Linked DNA regions of Ovis aries: all the other regions are linked to region 2. A link is a contact called in public Hi-C data. All regions are on one chromosome and are shown on one strand. Each heading gives the region's core, a stretch centred on a gene start, on an enhancer-like site or on the middle of the called end of the contact. The rest is flanking DNA. Distances are from core to core; before and after follow the strand shown. Region 1 overlaps GAB2 (GRB2 associated binding protein 2). Region 2 holds the start of GAB2 (GRB2 associated binding protein 2). Region 3 overlaps NARS2 (asparaginyl-tRNA synthetase 2, mitochondrial).

Region 1 (2,700 bases), core at 85-2,584, 160 kb after region 2:
GAAGTGTGCTGTGGGAGCAAAGTGGGAAGAGTGAGTGAAGCCACGAGGTAAGTCTGAGGGACTGAAGCACCTCTGTGGAGCAGGAAGGCTTCTTCGGCACTTTGTCAGATTGTGATGTATCAAGGAGACGTTCCAGAAAAAGGTAGATGATGCAAGCCCAGGCCAGGAGCTCAGGGATGAGTGAGCAGTTCTGTAACCGGAGAGGGGACACCAGGGCAGCAGGAGGCTGGGACAGGGGTTCCCATGTTCTGAAGAGAAAAGAGTTTCCATCTGCTGCTCCTAAGGGTTCAGGCCAAGCTTGGGGAAAGTGGATGGCAGCACCAAGGCTTTTCTTTACCTGTGTGTCTGTTTATAAGTTCATTTGCTTGTTCATTCAGCAAACACATATTCACCATTCACTATGTGACATGCGCTAATCTGGGTGCTGATGAGAGGGAAATGAATAAGACACTGTTTCTTTCCTCAAGGAAATCAGCCTGGTGGAGGAAATAAGCAACTGGTGTGTAACACAGGTACCAGTCGCTACCTGCTCTGAGAGGGAGCAAGTGATTGTGCTGGGAGGTGAGGAATGCGAGAACCAGCTTCAAAGGAGGTGCTGCTGGAGCTGAGTTTGAGCTGCCAGATGGGAGAGGGGGCCTTCCAGAGACACGAACACGGCACAGAGGCCTGGCTGCCTGGGGTCTTCTCAGAACCCTGGAGAGCCAACTGTGTAGATCCCAGCCTGAGGAGGGCAGCTGGGGAGAAGAGGTTGGGCGGGTAAGGTGGAGCTGGGATATGCCATCACCCTAAAGACACTGAGACAGCACTGAGAATTGTTAAGCTGGGAAGTTAGGAAAGGAAGCGTGAGAGGGATGAAAAGAGGCCCAGAGAGCCGGGCAGATGATTATGGAGGCTAGTTAGCTACCAACCCTTTTGTTAAACGCAGAAGACAACCAGGAGGACCTGAACTGGGGTGGAGTCGATAGGATCTGATGTGCTTATGGAGTGAGAAGTGAAAAAGGTTCTTCCCGGGCTTTGGCTTGAGTGGCTTGGTTTCTTTCCCCAAACCGGAGAGTCAGGAGAGAGATGATGAGCTCACGGCTGAGTGTGTTGAAGGCCACTGCAGGCTCCCTGAGATGCTCTCCACACCTCTCAGCACCCTAGACTCTCAAGGACTCCTGTTCTCCTCAGCCCAGGACTGGCCCTCCACTGTCATCCCTCAACCCCACCTCCTAAGGCTCCTGCTCTAGCCTGAACAGCTTGTGGTTCTTGAACTTGCCAGATGGCGTTCTACTGCTCTGCCTCTAAGGGAACACCTTTTCCCTTCTCTTGCTTTTGCCTGGCCAGTTGCCAGTCAGTCCAGGGTGACATCGCTGAAGAAGCCTCCCTGACACTCTGCACCACCACCACTACCGGGGATGGTTGCTCTGAATGTGTCAACAGCCGCATATTCACAGGCCTGACTAAGGCTTGCAGGCTTGTCACCTCCTCTACCACGGTGCCCCCTCCCCCAGGGCAGGAGGCTTCTCTGTATCCATTGGGCCTGGCCCAGATGGAAAGTGAGATGTCAGGAAAGGTTTTTTTCAATGGACAGATCCAGATGGGAGCATCCGCCAGAGTTGGAAGCTCCAAAAGACACAGTGAAAGGCATCAAAGACAGATGTGAGCCCCTCATGTCCACCACTGGCTCCCCGGTCTCGGACCCGGCCCTCCAGGATCTGAAGGCTGGATGTTCAGTGCTCTAGGCCAGGGATGCTGGCTTGCTTACGTGTGTGAAATGGAACAGAAAGGGGGAGAGTACGGAGGCCCAGGGACGAGGGTTGTGAACGGTGTGGCAATGTCAGTCCCAGCCGTCACGGATGCAGGTTAACTAACAAAGAGAGCCTGGCCTCGACACCTGTTTCCCTTCCGCTTTCTAAGCTGATGGGCCTTAATATATATCACCATCTGGTGGCCACATCCACAAATAACAAGCTCCCCATGAGCTGAGAGAGCTTGTATAAGGCGGGGGCTCCATGGATTGGCCTCAGTGGGTCAAGGGCTACCCATCCCTCTGTTAGCCTGCAAATCTGTATGTGTGTGAGATCTGCCTTATTCTGGTGAGAAGTGCCAGAAGAGATTTTTATCAGATCCTTAAAGAGGCATATAGCCTCCCAAAAGCTGGGAATCACCACTGTACAGGATTATTCTAGAATTCTGATTCCTTTATTTTCCCCAAATGGAATCCTATGAAGAATCATCCTATGAGAAAGAGAAAAGCAGACGTGAATCTCTGCTTGCTCAGAACTTCACCTTCTCATTTCTGGAGGGACCTATGCAGAACAGAACGCAGTGTGGAAGCCATGCTAGTACAGCCAAGGGGTCGTGGCTTTTCAGAACCAGATGGACCTGAAAGGACCCTGGAGGGCCCCCAAGTCCTGCCTTGGGGATGCCCACAGCCTGTAAGACACACACCCCCGCCGGGCCCCACCTTGGGGAAGCCTACAGTGTGTAAAACCCCACAGGTTCTGCCTTGGGGAAGCCCACAGTGTATAAGACCCCCCAGGTCCCACCTTGCAGAAGCCTTCAGTGTGTAAGACCCCCCAGGTCCCTCCTTGGGGAAGCCCACGGTATGTATTAGTGGTGGGGATGGAACTCACAAACCCTTCACCCCCAAATCATTTCGTTTTTAATCTTGCCTTGTTTTCCCAAAAGCTGAATTTTAAAAAGTAATAATTAAGA
Region 2 (2,700 bases), core at 150-2,649:
AACCCAACAAAGATCTGTAAAATCAGAAGGATGTCCAACAGCTTGCAACAGCTAGCTTTGCTGCACAGAGATAGGGAACTGAGCAAAGTAGCCTTAGTCTGATGTTTTCTGGAGGGCAAGATGCCACCGGTTCTACTCCCGTGCCCGAAGCAGTTCCCTATTAATATAACGGGTTACTATCCACTCTTCAAAGAACTAGGGGCGCGGATGGAGAGCCTAACCTTTTAACGCTGCTTGTAAAGGTACTTTGTGAGTTGAAAAGAGCCTTTAACCAAAGGTTTCCGGTTTTGCTGGGGGTTTTTCCCCCTCTTCTCTCCCCACAAAATGCTAGATTCATCAGGTATGTGCTTCTGCGTTCTCCATCTCAGTTAAGCCCTTCCACAACGCCGTAAGAGGCATCTGCATCATAGGAGCCCCAGAGAGTTCTCCTAACTTGTGTCAATAAGTTGGAGCACTGAAAAATTTTGACCCGTTTCTTGCCCTACACCATCTTGCCTTCCAATTCACTATGAAATAGTATTTTTGACTCATTTTTGCCTCCTTGATTCTACAGATCGTAAGAATTTTCTTCTACTGAATTGCTTCTCTCAGAGGCAGTGTGGAAGCCAACAGAACTTTATTTTCTGATAATAGTGTATTAGTCGCTCAGTCCTGTCCGACTCTTTGCAACCCCATGGACTGTAGCCCGCCAGGCTCCTCTGTCCATGAAATTCTCCAGGCAAGAATACGGGAGTGGGTTGCCAGTTCTGCTCCATTCTGATACTAAGAGGACGCGGACGTGAAAGCAGTTCTCCCCTTTAAATAGACGAGCAGTACCACTCCCAACCCCGACCATCCCTAGAATGAGAAGCTTGACTGCACGGCCAAGGCTTTAGGCGATCTGTGAAATGGTAATAATACACCCCACTCAATTTGGAGATTTGTAACGAAGATCATGTAAGCAAGGAACGTACGCCCAGCCCAACACGTAGTAATGTTGTTTTTTCTTCTCCCACCAAGGGGGTGAGAGAGTTAATGAAACTCTTGGAAAGCGAGTCACTCATTTCAGCCAAAACCTGACCCACTGAAACCTGAAACGAAGGGGGAATGGACATGTCAGGGGAGCAGCCCTCGGGCCCCTGGCTGACGACCCTCTGCGAAAGGTCGATTCACCATCGAGGGCGCGCAGTCCATGCCCATTACCCCACGCCCGCCAAGGGCGCGGCCGCCTGCCCCGCTGGCTTCGGAAAACAAGCCCCGGGGGGCGCGGCGGGCCGCGGGCGCCCCCGAGAGCGCTGGGTCCGAGGCGCGCGGCGGTGTCCGCGTCTCCGCGGGCGGCCCGCCCGGGGGCGCGGCGGGCTGTGGGCGTGGCGAGCGCGCGCCGCCCTTCCTGCCGGGGCGCCCCCGCCGCGGCCGGGCCGGGAGAAGGCGCGGGCGCGCGCGAGGCAGCCGGGCCGCGCCGCCTCGCCCTCGCCCTCGCCCTCGCCCCGCGGCCGCCGGCCGCCCCGGCCCCTCCCCTTCGCCGCGAGCCGCGCACCGCCGGCCGGCTGAGCCCGCGGCCCGCGCCCTCGTCCCCGACCCCGCGGCGGGCTCCGGGCGGCCGGCAGCATGAGCGGCGGCGGCGGCGGCGACGTGGTGTGCACCGGCTGGCTGAGGAAATCGCCCCCCGAGAAGAAGTTGAGGCGCTATGTGAGTGCGGGCGGGGGCGCGGGGCGCGCCGCGGCCTGCCGACGGGCCGGGCGCCCCGGGGGGGCGCGGGCGGGGGTGCCGGGGGCGGCCGGCGCGCCCCGCGACCGGGCTGCTGCACACCTGTCACAGGTGCGCCGCCGAGGGGCGGGGCGCGCGGGCGGCCAGATGGAGGCTGCGGCGCCTCCCCGGCCAGCCTCCCCGTAAACTAAACCGCGTATTGAAGTTTGTATTGATTGTTTTCGGAGACCGAAAAGAGTTGATTCCCGGGGCCCGGGGGTCCGTACGGACCCCGAGCGGCTCCAGCCTGCGGGGCTCGGGGAGTGGGCGGGAAGGGGGGGGGGCGTAGGCCGAGGGGCCGCGCGGCCGGGCCCCCCACAAAGGGCGCCGCGCCTCGCACCCCTTCCCCCGCGCTCTCCCTGCCCGCCCCTCCCGGCGGCCGCCTGCTTCCTCCCAGTCCACAGCGCTGCATCACGGGCGGCGTCAGCAGCATGTGCAGCCCTTGGATTAAGTGACTCATTTGTTTGTCCCCCTTCTTTGCCTTTATGCTGTATGTCTCCCACATGCATCCCCCCAACCCCGCGAAGGTGGCACTGCAGTTTGGTCTGCGGCTACTGGCCCGGCTTTTGTGTTGTACAGCCCTTTGGCGTCTGGGGTCAGGAGAGATTAAGGGTCTCAGTTGCCAGGTGGTGCTAACCGACAGTGTTTACTGAAATTACCGGGACAGCCGCTCCCTTTCAAGAGAGAGGCTCCACTCCTGGGGAGGGTCGTGCAGCCTGGTGTGAGCAGTGAGGGGTCTGGTCCCTCCACCCCCCGGTCCCACCAGAAGATGCCTAGCTTGGCGGGGTCAAAGTACAAGATGGTGCCAGTGACTGAGATTTGGCTGAAATCAGCCCTGGGTTATTTGACTGAGTTTGGAAATAGAGGTAAGGTCGCTAAAAGATGTCAGGGTCTCCCATCCCCTCCTCTTCTCTTGCTATGAAATGCCCTTGTTAAACTGCCTGTCCGTGCTGGACTCTGGGATCGTTCCCGCAG
Region 3 (2,700 bases), core at 59-2,558, 130 kb before region 2:
AAATGATTTAGTCTCTATACCTCATGAAGGCTTTTATTTCAGTCCTTTGTTCAGCAATTATTTTTTGAGCTCCTTCTATGGGCCAGGCATTGTTAGCCCGCACTTGTTGCAGGAAATTTAAAAGTTACCAGTTTTTCTTACTTGTAGGCACTTGAAAGCCTTTCACTTGCCAGTTAGACAGCCTGTTTAAAATCATTGGCCAGTTAGTATAACAGCATACAAAGAGAAATATATGTTGTTGACTGGTGCTTTTTGTATTTATTCACTGATTTCTATGTCTCTGAGGGAAGTCAAAATTCTTTATACATTTGGGTGATTCCATCAAATGACAGGGCCTGTGTAAAACTACTCTCTGTGGTTCAGTATGTTCTGACTCTTGGTAATGATGCTTTCTCTTCATGTAATCGAACAGTGTATTCACTACAAGAAGTTGTCCTGACATGAGGGGACATAGGTACACCTATGGCTGATTCATGTTGATGTTTGACAGAAAACAACAAAATTGTGTAAAGCATTTATCCTTCAATTAAAAAATAAATAAAATTTTTAAAAGGAGTTTTTACAAGTATGAAGGGAATTATTAGGCCCAAATTAAATAAAAAATATTTGAGTAGCAAACTTAAATAAGATAAATTTGGAGCTAAGTGCTTTACTACCAGAGAAATCCTCCAGGCAAGTCTAAATGATTAGAACATGTGTGTTTTGGACTCTAACCAACACAAGGCAAGTATAAATATATAGAAAGGGGAAAATGAATTTCTGAAGCTTAATAAATGAGAGGGCTTCCCTGGTGGCTCAGTGGTAAAGAATCCACCTGCCACTGTAGGAGACTCACATTTGATCCTGGGTCAGGAAGATTCTCTGGAGAAGGAAATGGCAACCCACTCCAGTATCCTTGCCTGGGAAATCCCATGGACAGAGGACCCTGGCGTACTACAGTCCATGGGCTCACAGAGAGTCAGACACAACCGAGTGACTAAACAGCAGTAAAACAAATAAGGGTTCTGCGTTCATAGTTCTTCAGGGCCATGCTGAGGAATTTTAGATAGTGGAATTAGCTTTGTTTATTCAGAGTGTGAGAAAGAGATGATATAAAGATGTTGTCACAGTTCTGGTTGGTAAAGCAGGTGAGTTTGCAGGATTTGATAGAGAAAGGAGTACGCATTTCATTCACTTTTTTTTTTAAAGAATTGTTATTTATTTTTGGCTGCACTGCGCCTGCATTGCTGTGTGGACCTCTCTCCAGCTGGATCAAGCGGGGGCTGCTCTCCATCTGGATCAGGCGGGGGCTGCTCTCCAGCTGGATCAAGTGGGGGCTGCCCTCCAGCTGGGTCGAGCGGGGGCTGCCCTCCAGCTGGGTTGAGCGGGGGCTGCTCTCCAGTGGCAGTGTGTGGGCTTGTGCAGTGGCTTCCCTTGGTGCAGAGCCTGGGCTCTAGAGCACTCGGGCTTCAGTAGTTGCAACATGTAGGCTCAGTAGTTGCACCTCGTGGGCTCTAGAGCATGGGCTTCGTAGTTGTGGCACACAGGCTCAGTTGTCCTTGGCATGTGGGAGCTGCCCGGACCAGGGTGTGAACCCATGTCCCTTGCATTGGCAGGTGGGTTCTTAACCACTGGGCAACCAGAGAGGCTCTCTTCGTTCACTCTTGATGCTGCTTATCCTACAACAGTCCCTGGTTGTACACTTTTTTCCTTTGTCCTTAGAGCCCTAGTTGAGTTCTCACAATTACGTTTGATCCTCATGATTCTGCAGTGAGTAGTTTATCTCTGAGAAGATAAAAGAAATTAAAAGCATGAATTAGAGATTCTGGCAAAATGTAAACATTGATAGGAAGTAAGGTGGGACTGCTTTATGTATATATTTGAAGTTCAGTGTTACCAGTTTTAAGTGGTATGTATGAAATCTAGAGGATAAGTAGGATCATGAGAACTGACTTGATCAGAAACATCTTCAAAATAAGTATGTAAATTAACTGTACTGTGTGTGTGTGTGTGTGTGTGTGTGTGTGTGTGTGTGTGAATTGCTCAGTTGTGTCCAACTTTTTGTGACCCCATGGTCTGTCCATGGAATTCTGTAGGTGAGAATACTGGGGTGGGTTGTCAGTCCCTTCTCCAGGGAATCTTCCTGACCCAGGGATCAAACCTGGGTCTCTTGCATGGCAGGCATATTCTTTACCATCTGCGCTTACCAGGGAAGCCCCCTCTACTGTACACTAGGGAGAGTATTTTAGGTAGGGGAACAGTGTGAGCAGAGTCAAGCAGTTGAAATAAGTGTGGGGGCTTTCACTGGGCTCTGGATGGAAGATTAGAAGATTTATATTAGTGAATCATAAAGAATAAAGGTAGGGTGTAGGATACTGTTCCATGGTTTTCAGTACAGTGGCAGAGCTATGCAGCCATCCTCACAGTTTACTTTTAGAGCATTACATCACCCCGTATTGAAACTTACTACCTACCCATTAGCAGTCCCTTCTCGTTCCCACCCCAAGCTCTAGGTAACCACTCAACCACTCTGTATAGATTTGTCTCTTCTGGAGTATTTCATATAAATGCAGTCATACTACATATGGCCTTTGTGTCTGGTTTTTTTCATTTAGCACAAAGTTTTTGAGGTTCATACATGTAGCATGCAACAGTACTTGATTCCTTTTTGTACCTGACTAGTATTCTGTTGTCAGAGAAGGCAATGGCAACCCACTCCAG

The links. A called contact is a pair of places that touch in the nucleus more often than the background predicts.
Region 1: a Hi-C map of hypothalamus shows a contact between it and region 2, with 4 times the contacts expected there. The contact joins the enhancer-like site here to the promoter of GAB2 in region 2. A contact is called at or near these places in 8 of 16 Hi-C or Micro-C datasets (blood, hypothalamus, liver and 2 more).
Region 3: a contact with region 2 is called in a Hi-C map of hypothalamus, with 4 times the contacts expected there. The contact joins the enhancer-like site here to the promoter of GAB2 in region 2. A contact is called at or near these places in 6 of 16 Hi-C or Micro-C datasets (hypothalamus, liver, muscle and 2 more).

The regions. Positions count from the first base shown.
Region 1 is chr21:15,388,822-15,391,521 of ARS-UI_Ramb_v3.0, forward strand. The region is part of intron 3 of GAB2 (GRB2 associated binding protein 2); the gene reads left to right. Among named protein-coding and RNA genes, the nearest start is that of USP35, 77 kb to the right of the region's middle. Within about 2 kb of position 1,335, at least 19 of the 54 cell types and tissues checked have an H3K27ac peak or open chromatin away from gene starts, as enhancers often do. A contact at or near this core is called in hypothalamus and liver, where this site is marked.
Region 2 is chr21:15,225,087-15,227,786 of ARS-UI_Ramb_v3.0, forward strand. It overlaps GAB2 (GRB2 associated binding protein 2), which reads left to right and starts at 1,400. Exons shown (of 10, transcript XM_027959276.2): 1 at 1,400-1,668. The coding sequence starts at 1,588. NARS2 (asparaginyl-tRNA synthetase 2, mitochondrial) reads left to right here. Exons shown (of 15, transcript XM_042237733.1): 15 at 1-964. The region is part of intron 1 of LOC121817475 (a long non-coding RNA gene); the gene reads right to left.
Region 3 is chr21:15,094,138-15,096,837 of ARS-UI_Ramb_v3.0, forward strand. All of the region lies in intron 5 of NARS2 (asparaginyl-tRNA synthetase 2, mitochondrial), which reads left to right. Among named protein-coding and RNA genes, the nearest start is that of NARS2, 22 kb to the left of the region's middle. Within about 2 kb of position 1,309, at least 3 of the 54 cell types and tissues checked have an H3K27ac peak or open chromatin away from gene starts, as enhancers often do. A contact at or near this core is called in hypothalamus, where this site is marked.